Regions from separate parts of the Pan troglodytes genome. Here regions 1 and 3 are each linked to region 2. The links are chromatin contacts, called in public Hi-C maps. All regions are on one chromosome and are shown on one strand. The core of a region is the stretch at or near the end of the contact, and the rest is flanking DNA. Distances in the headings are between cores, read along the strand shown. Region 1 overlaps POLR1A (RNA polymerase I subunit A). Region 2 has its middle 30 kb from the start of ST3GAL5. Region 3 overlaps POLR1A (RNA polymerase I subunit A).

What was found. Hi-C and Micro-C count contacts between places; a contact is called where the count stands out from the background.
Region 1: a Hi-C map of stem cell-derived neural progenitor cells shows a contact between it and region 2, with 2.9 times the contacts expected there. The contact joins two enhancer-like sites. A contact is called at or near these places in 1 of 7 Hi-C or Micro-C datasets (stem cell-derived neural progenitor cells), 1 of 1 datasets of contacts at active chromatin or transcription factors (stem cell-derived excitatory neurons) and 1 of 1 other capture datasets (stem cell-derived neural stem cells).
Region 3: a contact with region 2 is called in a Hi-C map of stem cell-derived neural progenitor cells, with 3 times the contacts expected there. The contact joins two enhancer-like sites. A contact is called at or near these places in 1 of 7 Hi-C or Micro-C datasets (stem cell-derived neural progenitor cells) and 1 of 1 datasets of contacts at active chromatin or transcription factors (stem cell-derived excitatory neurons).

Annotation. Positions count from the first base shown.
Region 1 is chr12:36,715,371-36,719,012 of NHGRI_mPanTro3-v2.0_pri, reverse strand. POLR1A (RNA polymerase I subunit A) reads right to left here. Exons shown (of 34, transcript XM_016948898.4): 27 at 3,581-3,642. Among named protein-coding and RNA genes, the nearest start is that of POLR1A, 70 kb to the right of the region's middle. Within about 2 kb of position 1,517, at least 14 of the 24 cell types and tissues checked have an H3K27ac peak or open chromatin away from gene starts, as enhancers often do. A contact at or near this core is called in stem cell-derived neural progenitor cells and stem cell-derived neural stem cells, where this site is marked.
Region 2 is chr12:36,859,876-36,863,086 of NHGRI_mPanTro3-v2.0_pri, reverse strand. No RefSeq gene overlaps it. Among named protein-coding and RNA genes, the nearest start is that of ST3GAL5, 30 kb to the left of the region's middle. Within about 2 kb of position 1,831, at least 6 of the 24 cell types and tissues checked have an H3K27ac peak or open chromatin away from gene starts, as enhancers often do. A contact at or near this core is called in stem cell-derived neural progenitor cells and stem cell-derived neural stem cells, where this site is marked.
Region 3 is chr12:36,679,052-36,682,236 of NHGRI_mPanTro3-v2.0_pri, reverse strand. All of the region lies in intron 12 of POLR1A (RNA polymerase I subunit A), which reads right to left. Among named protein-coding and RNA genes, the nearest start is that of POLR1A, 34 kb to the right of the region's middle. Within about 2 kb of position 1,811, at least 8 of the 24 cell types and tissues checked have an H3K27ac peak or open chromatin away from gene starts, as enhancers often do. A contact at or near this core is called in stem cell-derived neural progenitor cells, where this site is marked.

The DNA.
Region 1 (3,642 bases), core at 268-2,767, 140 kb after region 2:
TTGGCCTCCCAAAGTGCTGGAATTACAAGGGTAAGCCACTGCACCCAGACCCCAATATTATTTTTTAACTTTTTAAAGGTGTACGTGGTTTGCCCTTGGTAGAAAAAAAGCCCCCTCATCCATTAATCCAGAGAAGAGCTTGTTTACCAGGCACTGGGGACAGGAACAGGATAGCCAGATGAGAGAAGGCCGGGCTTGACTTTAGAAAGATACAATCCCACTGGAAAGAGGGGGTGGGAGAGATGTTTCTGTAAGGACAGGTTCAGGTTAAAGTCCTGATCCTGCCACAGACTGGAGAGGAGGGCCTTGATCTCATCTGCAACATGGGATCACTCTCACTCTGCACCCGAGGCTACTGTGCAGAGCAGAGGAGATGGAATGAGGCGGAGTGGAGGTGCGGGGCTCAGCTGCTGCCACACACAGGGCTGCTTCCCTCAGCTGGGCGCCCCAGCCTGTCTCAACTTGTGGCAATGTCACGGCTCTGATGCTTTTGCCCCCAGCATTTCACATCCGGCCTCAACTCTAACTGCCCATCTGCTCCCTCCACCCTGTGCACCCTTTGGGCCTTTGCTTGAGCGGCTCACTCTGCCAGTAACTTCCCTGGCCAATATCTACCTACTGAAGCTGTACTCATCCTTCAAGGCCGGGCCTCAGCTGCTGTAACTCTTCCAAGAAGCCCTCCCTGATTCCCCCAGTTGGGGATGCTTTCTGCCTTCCCTGCCTCTTTTGGTGACCAGGACTTGTGGAGAACGTAGGAGGGAAGGAGGTGAGAAGGCAGAATGAATGGCTGGTGAGTAAGTGGTAGGCATGCGACTAGCGTGCCAGTTTTCCTGGAGGTGCAATTTGCCCTTCTATGGTTTTGCCAAGAGCAGGGGAACTAATGGCCCACAGTGACTGCCTTCTCAAGGTTGTGCAGCTCATCGGAATGTAGCAACCGAAAGGGAACAGGAGGGGCAGGGGCAGAGAAGCCTCCCGTCCCACGTAAATAATTACAAACAGAGCACATGACCCCTGGCGGTTTCTGAACGCGCCTGGCAACAGCTCCACCACCTGCTGTTTGGAAAGTCAGATTCACAGAAGCTACAATTACAGACTGTCAGCTGGGTCTTTTCATGGCTGGGGACCGGAGGCCAAAACTTACAGCCCCTAACTCCTAGCTCAGTGCTCTTTCCACTTCACCTCCCCGGCCACCTGCCAGACAATTTACACAAACAGCCCATGTGATGGGTGCCAGTGCAGAGATCTGGGGGGCCTTCTACACTTGTATATCTCTACCTAGGGAACCATCTGTCTCGTGCTGTTTTTCTCCAGGCTCTGTCAAGGGTCTCATGACTCCACAGCTGGGAGAAGGGAGGGTGAGGGCAAAGAGAAAGAAAAGGAGGGTGGCAGAGAGGAAGGAAGGGGGAGGGATGGGAGAAAGGAAGGAGAAAAAGCTTCTTGGGGGTTGGCTGCTCTTTTGAAAGTGCACTCACACTTCCTCCCATTTCCTGTGGGCGGCCAGAGGCCTGAACGCAGCTGCTCTGCTGCCTGGGGCCTGACAAAGGGAGTCCAGACCGCACCCAGCTCATCCACTGCCCCATCTTTTAGCTCTGCCTAACCCCTCAGCCCCATTCTGCTGAGTCCTTGAGGCCACCTCCACCAAAAGCTACTGCTCATGGCTTTATTTATCACAGATTTTCAAGTGCACAAGCAAAACACAGGGAGGAGCTGAAAAAGTACTTCACGGCTGGGAACAAGCCAGGGCTGTCCCTCATCAGGAAGAAGTCTTAAAAAGTGATTTCCTATTTTCAATTCCATGAGGTAATATAAGTAAAAAGAACCCCAGCATGGGCTGGCGCCAGCCTCGTGCCAACCTACCTGCTGGGCAGGCCTGGGCCTCCTGTGAACAGAACTGGGGCAAAACATCTAACTCCGCCCACCCTTAGTTATTCTCTAGAGGCCATGAAATCTGAATTCCCATTTCCCAGAAAACCACTGCCAGGCCAGCACAAACGCCCCCTGCACTTGGTAGTTACGTTCCTCGCTGTTAATTAAGGAGCTGGCAGGCAGGTGCACAGAGCACTCCGCTGCCACTCTGCCCAGTGCCCAGATAGCACGGAGGACCACTTGACAGAAGGAATGTTCTCAGCCCAGGCTGGCACCAACGCAGGTGCTCCTGAGGCCCAGCCAACAACAACTTCACCCAGGGCTCGTGAACTGGGGCAGGAAGCACCTGGCCAGTGACCCCCGTCCAAAGGACTGAGTTCACATCCAAGCTCCTCCACCCCAAGACCCACCATCCCAAATGCCACCTGCACAGAGGGCTGGCTCGAGGCCAGGCCCCATAAGGTGAGAGGGCAGAGGGCTGAGGGCAGAAAAGTCGTACTGTGTTGCCCACGCCTGCCCCTGTGACTCAGCGACGAATGGGCATGGCTCAGTATGTGTTTGTGGGATGGCTGAGTGCAGGGAGCTTTCTGCTTCTGCTCTGTCATTGCTTCTCTATCGGAGCAGCTCCCAGAAGACCGAGAACTGGTCTAGATTAGAGGCAGTGGTCAGTGGCCTGTGGCCAGATCCTGCAACAGATGAGAACCATCTGGGCCTTACTGGGCTTTTAAAAACACATGAATTAGTTGCTGATGTTTAAAAGTCAGGAGACCTCAATTATATAAAAGCAAAGGCAAGTAAACAAGTGACCCAAGAAAGAAAAAAACGTAGGGGGTGGGAAGCTTGTTTTCTTTCTTTTTTAATCAAAAGATGTGGCCCCCCGGGCCTCCATTCCTGCATAGTAACAGGTGCCCCTTGACACAGGTTCCACACTCTTCAGTCTGCCGGGGGCCTCCCAAGCCTGCTTCACTGGCCTGTCACCTGCTGGGCTATGCAGCCTGTTTGTGTTCACACTTCACCGTCTAGGGTTAGCTGGTGAGTCAAAAGTGCTTCGTGGGCTCTTCCAGGCTTGCCCCAGTCCCCAAAAAGCCCATCCTCCTGCTCCCCGGAACTCAGCATTGTGGCCTCTGCTTTTCAAATATCTAACAGTAACTTGAACTTGAGACAAAAGTTCCTTTTCCCTACTGGACAGGAACTCGAGACAGGAACTCGAATTTCTCTGGAGGCAATCCTGGTTATAGAATGGAGATCTAACAGCAGCATGCCACCAGCACATTGTTCATTAGTCACAGAATCTAAATGCATCAGGAACCACATTATACTGCCTGGAGTAACACCCTAGCAAACATTAACAGCATGTGCTGCTCCGACACCACAGAAGCACCGCTTTGATGGTGCTCCCTTCTCTTTACCACACCCACATTTCCATGTCTTAATGCCTGCAAGCCCCAGAAGACAACAATCCTGACGTCAACCCAAGAGAAGAAATGGGCTCAGGGAGTGACGTGTGGCTAATAAAGTCATACCCACAAGCCAGATTGTGGTCAGGTTTCCAGATCAGGCTGCAAGGCCCTCTGCTTCCTAAACACTTCCCTTGAAGGGCTCATTTGGGCAAAGGCACTCAATCTCTGGGAGCCTTGTGGCTAGGTGCTTCCTGCCCTAGTTCAAGCGCATTCTCTGGGTCAAGGTCAATGACAATCACAGCCTGAGCCCTGACCTTGTTTCCATGAAGTGCAGGATGTCCTCGGGTCTCAGGCACTTCTCCTGCTGGTAATATGC
Region 2 (3,211 bases), core at 582-3,081:
CAAAGTGCTGGGATTATAGGTGTGAACCACAATGCCCAGCCAGATTTATTATTTTAATGACCTAATAAATATTTTAAATTTTAAATATTTAAATTAAATTAAATATTTAAAAATTTCTCAGTTTTAATTTTTAATTTGGCAAATATCAAGAGAAAGACCATGTCAAAAAGATTCTTTGGGATCCTCAGTAATTTCTAGGTGTGTAAATTGATCCTGAGACCAGAGTTTGAGACTTACTGGTCTCAGCCACCCAGATAGCCCCATTGCCCCATCCTCCTTGCCACTAGGAATGATTCATGGGTAGCCACAGGAACCACACTGATCCAATCAGAGGAAGTCTCAGGAATTTATTGGATGCTGGGGGAGAGATGCTTTCATGTTCTGCTAGACAAGAACTAGGCAGTAAGTAGCCTCAGAAGCTGTTGGTAAGACAGACATCTTGGACTACAAGAAGAGCTTATTTTAGGAGGAAAGTAATGCTGTGGGAAGCAGAAGACCACGGTTAGAAAGAAACCATTTCCTTTATGACATTTTTGAGTCACTAAATCAAACCAGTCCTGAAGTCCATCTTGCCTCCGTACATTTCAGCTGTATGAGATAGTAAGTTCCTCTGTGGTTTCAACTAGCCAACCCCAGATGCCCCAACTGATTCGCCATGTACCTACTTATGCAACACAAGTTGCAATGATGAAATGAGGCTGGAAGGCAGAGAAGGGTCCAGGAGGAAAGTACCTAGCTCAGGCAAATGGGATCTTCAGCGGCATATGATCGTAAGCAGCAAGATTATAGCAGATTTTTACTTCTTATTTTTATTTTTGCTTTTCTGTATTTCCCATATTGGTCAACATGCATATGTATTGCTTTTACACTGAGGAAAAATTAGAACCTATATTATTACTTTTTTTGATAGTGCAATGACTGGCAGCGCAATATTAGAGAACAGGTTGGGGAATGGGATATGGCAATAGAACTCTTAGGCTAGAACTGCTAGCAGGGAAGAAAGAAGATTTGCAAGGGATGCAGATGGGCCCCAAAACCAAACTTACTTTCATTTACAGCTTTGCCAAGAGCCAACCTCAAAGATTCCAGGGGATGAACAAGAATCCCCAAAGGTTAAGAAATCATTAATTATGCCTCAGTCTAATTGGCTGGAATATTTGCAGGGAGAAAAATGTGGCCAACGTGAAGATCATATGTCAATACTGGAAAAGACTTAGGATATAATATTAAGTGAAAAAAATTAAAAAGGCAACACATCGTATGCAAACATCTATCATGTGGCCAAAAACTGGAAGAGAACTTGGAAAAAGAAAATAGTTGTGTTAGGGTGGTGGGATCACAAGTAATCTTTCTTCCTTTTTTAACAAATCTGTTTTAATGTTGTTATAATGTTGTTTTTTGCAATAAGTAAAAATGTGGGGAGTCATTGGTTCAAATTACTGAGGTCTCAAAGAGGCCTCTCCAGACGGCCTGTTTCTTTTTGCCTGCCAAATGGCCCTCACCCCATGCCATGACAGAAGCTGTGCCTTCCCTGAGGGCCCAGTGTCTTTGAAACTGTTAGGGGTGATGCTGATGTGACTGCTTTGTAGGTGGCCAGAAGGAAAGGCGGGAAGAAAGATGTTGGTGGCAGCCAAGACCGAGGAAGTCTGTGAGGCAGGAGGGGTGAGGGGTCCCTTGCCCTGTGACATAACCTTGTCGTGTTGGAGTTTCAGGCCCAGGTTACTTACTGAAGCATTGTCTTTTTCTGTTGGACTTCTGTCTGGTCCCCCTGAGACGTTGTCTCTTCCGCAGGCCCTCAGGGGCTGGAGCACAGCTGTAGCCAACAGAACACAGGCTCTGTCTGCTGCCCTGAAGCACAAAGGAAGTTGGTCTCTTGAGGTTTTTCTAGGAATGTTTTCCTGTGAGCAATCACAGGAGAAGCGGGAGTAAAACAAACAAAGGAGGGGAAAAGATGACACAAAAACATCATGGGAAGGCTGGCTGTTGGCAGAGGGGGCTCAGATTGAGGAAACAATCCCTCATGGAATGAATTCTTCTGTTAGTGGAGTGATGCATATTGACAGATCCAGGCACATCTTCAGGCTGCCCTTCTGTCTGTCCCTCACCCATATATTCATTCTACAAATATTTGCTGAGAGCCTATTATGTGTGAGGCATCATGCTAAGTGCATAACATAAATTACTTCATTTTATCTTCACAGTGTCCCTTTAAGGTAGGGTCTCTTATCCCCATATCTTACCCAAGGAACCCGAGGCTTAGAGAAACTTAAGGAGATAAAATAACCTGCCCAGGGTCACAAAGTCAGGATTCAAACCCAGGATGTCAGAGTCCAGAGCCTGTTACCAGCAGAGGGTCCTGACAAGTCAGTAGTCGTCCAGGTTCTTGGCGTTTTGAACAAAGAATTGGACAAAATGCACAAACAAAGCAACAAAAGAATGAAGGAAAGAAAGCGCAGATTTATTGAAATGAAAGTATACTCCACAGAGTAGGAATGGCCCGAGCGAATGGTTCAAGAGGGCTGGTTACAGAATTTTCTGGGGTTTAAATACCCTCTAGAGGTTTCCCACTGGTTACTTGGTTATACCCTATGTAAACAAAGGAGTGAACCGTGACCAGTCTGATTGGTTGCGGGAGGGGACCAGTCAGAGGTACTTTCCATTTTTCATCTGTGATGCAGTGCAAAGGGAGTAGCCTCTGATCCTTTTGTTACTTGGGTATGGAGAGGTGGGGTTTTCCATCTGATTCAATTTTAGGAAGTCAGTGCAAATCAGCCTTAGGTTCCCTGCCTCCAGACCTTATTCTCTTGCCTCAAGCCTACCTAAGTGATAGGGTTTGGCTGTGTCCCCACCCAAACCTCATCTTGAATTGTAGCTCCCATAATTCCTACATGTTGTGGGAGGGACCCAGTGGGAGATAATTAAATCATGGGGGCAGTTTCCTCCAGACTGTTCTTGTGGTAGTGAAGAAGTCTCATGAGATCTGATGGTTTTATAAGGGGAAACCCCTTTCGCTCAGTTCTCATTCTCTCTTGTCTGCCGCCATGTAAGATGTGCCTTTCACCTTCCACTGTGATTGTGAGGCCTCCCCGCCACATGGAACTGTGAGTCCATTAAACCTCTTTTTCTTTATAAATTACCCAGTCATGGGTATGTCTTTATCAGCAGCATGAAAACAGACTAATACACTAAGACATAGTCCTCACCCTGAAGG
Region 3 (3,185 bases), core at 562-3,061, 180 kb after region 2:
AAGTATAAGGAACAAATAAGACCACAGGTCTTTGTCTTCTTCAGAGATGCATAGCCGTCCCAGGTTTCTGGATTACTCTGAAAACTAATCCAAAGAAAGAAATGGATACAACTCCTGAAGACATAACCATAACAAAATGAAGACATAACCATAAAACCACTGGGTTTGAAAGGCATTGGCAGACTTTCGAATCCCCCCCCGTGATCACATGTGAGTACATTATTCTAAACAGAAATTCTACATTTCACAAAAAGTTTGCCCAGCTTCATATAGCAGAGCCAGAAAAGGGTTCTTAGTTAGTTCAATGCCCTCAGAGAACACTTTATTGCACTTCAAAAATTAAGAGCTGTAAATTGTCATAGTCTTTCGGGAACGGAGTTTGAAAATAGCAATTAAAACACTTAAAACACATTTTCTGTTGGATCTTCAAGAAAAAAAAAAGCACCCACACAAGGTTAGATGAGTATGTATGTTTGTGTAGCAGCATTTACAGCGGCAAAAACTAGAAATAACCTGACTGCCCCATAGAAGGGGCAATAGTGTATCCACACTATGGAATATTATGCAGTGATGAACAAGGATAAGGTAAATGTATACAAGGCCTAAAATGATAGCAATAATGTATTACAGCAAAGAAAAAAAAAACCCAGGTGGCATGTGACATGATGAAAAAAAAAAAACAATTTCAAAACCAACCCAGCTTCTCTCTCTCTGTGTGTGTGTGTGTGTGTGTGTGTGTGTGTGTCTATGGGAAAGGGGTGGTTGGATCCTCACTAGGCTGTACTATTTTTCTGAGACAGGGTCTCTCTCTGTTGCCAGGCTGGAGTATAGTGGTACAATCATGGCTCACTGCAGCTTCAACCTTCTAGCCTCAAACGATCTTCCCGCCTTGGCCTCCCAAAGTGCTGGAATTACAGGCATGAGTCACCACACTCAGCTACTTTCCTACATCTTAGCATTGTTCTTCCTATAATGAGTATGTGATGCTTCTGTAAATTTTAAAAAAGGTCTTCGCTTATTTTTAAAGAAAGAAAGAAATATTGAACAAGTGCTATGCTCATTGCTAGAGGGAAAACAGAAAATACAATTTAAAGATAAGAATTTAAAAATCACAAGTAATTGTACCCCTCTAAGATAACCACTGCTCATACTTTTCCCCCCTTATAAATATCTGGCTGGTCATGTCCTTCTGACAGACATCTCTCTCACAAAGCTGACTTTCCTGTACCGCCTATTAAGACCCTTACCACCCTTATCTTTAATTATATTAACTACTGGGCCTCCTAAACACTGAACATAAAGTGACACCTTAAAAGACAAATGTATGAAGGTAACTGCCACCCCATGCATCCTGAAGGGCTCCTCTAAGTAGTACAAAGGAATTATGAAGACTTGGTGAAATCTCTGCCACCCCAAATCTCCTCTAAATCACAACAGATAGCAGGCAGGAGAAAACAACAAATTATTGGAAGTCTAGTTTCTTCTTATGTTGCCCACATTTATGAAACTGCATTGGAAAGTTCATTAAAGAGAGAGGCTAGAAGTAATTAAGAGATACTCCCCAAAACTCTCTCCCCGATTCCTGTTCAGTGAGGTTAAAAGTTTTCTCTCTCTAGCTCAGAGAAGCAGGGAGCAAAACCCTCAAGTGCTACAAAGCAATCTTAAAAGTACCTAGCATGGAGTCCGTCTTTTTGCTCCCGAAGGAATTCAAACCTTCCCCTCCCCATTGCCAAGTCCCATGTTTCCAAGGAGACCTAAACTCTGAGGGTTCCCATGAGCATCTGCCCAGGGCACTGGCTGCTGTCTGACTGCGTCATACAAGCTGAGGTCTTCTTTCTTTAGCCTCTCAAGGGAGAAACTGCCTAGACCTGTGGCCCAAGCCCAATAAGCCAGGCTGGGCCTAGGATTTGAGTCTTGCAAATTTGAGACATCCTCCAGCGTAAGCAAACTCGCCACAGCTGGGAAGGTACACAGGCCAGTCTGGTAGGCACCGGCCAATCCAAACAGAAGCCCTGGAGCACAGGGTATTCCCCTTGCCAACCCAAACCCAAGGCCCTTCCTTTCTCTTGTCTCTAAATAAATACTGCAGTGAAAATTAGCGTGCCCCAGTGCCCCAGGGTCAGAATTTTCAGAGGCAGGCTCGGAGCCAAAGGCCTGCTTCTGGCAGGCTGCTGAGCAGGGCAATGAGCCTTGGCTCTCCGGGCCATTTCCTCTTTTATTTACAAGGCCCAGGGGATGGGGCAGAGCTTTCATACTTCATAGAGGAAATGGGTCCTTTTGGTCTTTCCCCTCCTCACCTAGCCTGTGGTTCCTCCCCGGACGAGACCTCAGTGTTTCCTTCCCATCAACCTCACACAGCCCCTTCAGCCTTGCCCTGACCCATATGCAACACATTAACCAAAGTCTTCAAAAATTACAGGCCAGGAGCAGTGGCTCATGACTGTAATCCCAGAACTTCGGGAGGCTGAGGAGAGCAGATCTCTTGGGCCTAGCAGTTGGAAACCATCCTTGGCAACATGGTGAAACCCCATGTCTACAGAAAATACACAAACTAGCCACACCTGTGGTCCCAGCTACTCGGGAGGCTGAGTCAGAAGGATCACCTGAGCCCAGGAGGTGGAGGCTGAAGCAAGCTGTGATTATACCACTGCACTTTAGCCTGGGAGACAGAGTGGGACCTTGTCTCAAAAAAAAAAAAAAGAAAAAAAAAATCACAGGTTTTGGTGGGTAGCAGACTACAGTTCTCAGGCTGGCCACCTGGTTCTGTAAATAAAGTTTGATTGGAACACAGCCATGCCTATTTGTTTGTGTACTACCTGTGGCTGCTTTGGTATTAGGTGGCAGAGCTGAGCAGCTACAGCAGAGCCTGCATGGCCCAGGACCACAGAAATATTTACTATCTGACCCCAGAGGAATGAGGGCTTGCTAAGGCCTGAGAGAGCAGCAAGAATTCGCTGCCTTCAGTCCCCTCTTTAGCCCTGAGGCTGGCCCCAGCACCTGGCTCACAGTTGCCTCCTGATGACCCCAAACTCTCCCTGCCCACTTGCCCTGCACATTCCCCTCAAACTTGTTTCTTCTTGGACATTATGTGCTTAAAGTCACTGTCTGTCACTGCTGTTCCCTATGGTGTCTACCACACCCCTCCGCAACAGCAATACATTTATATGCTCACTTCCTAGTGGTTC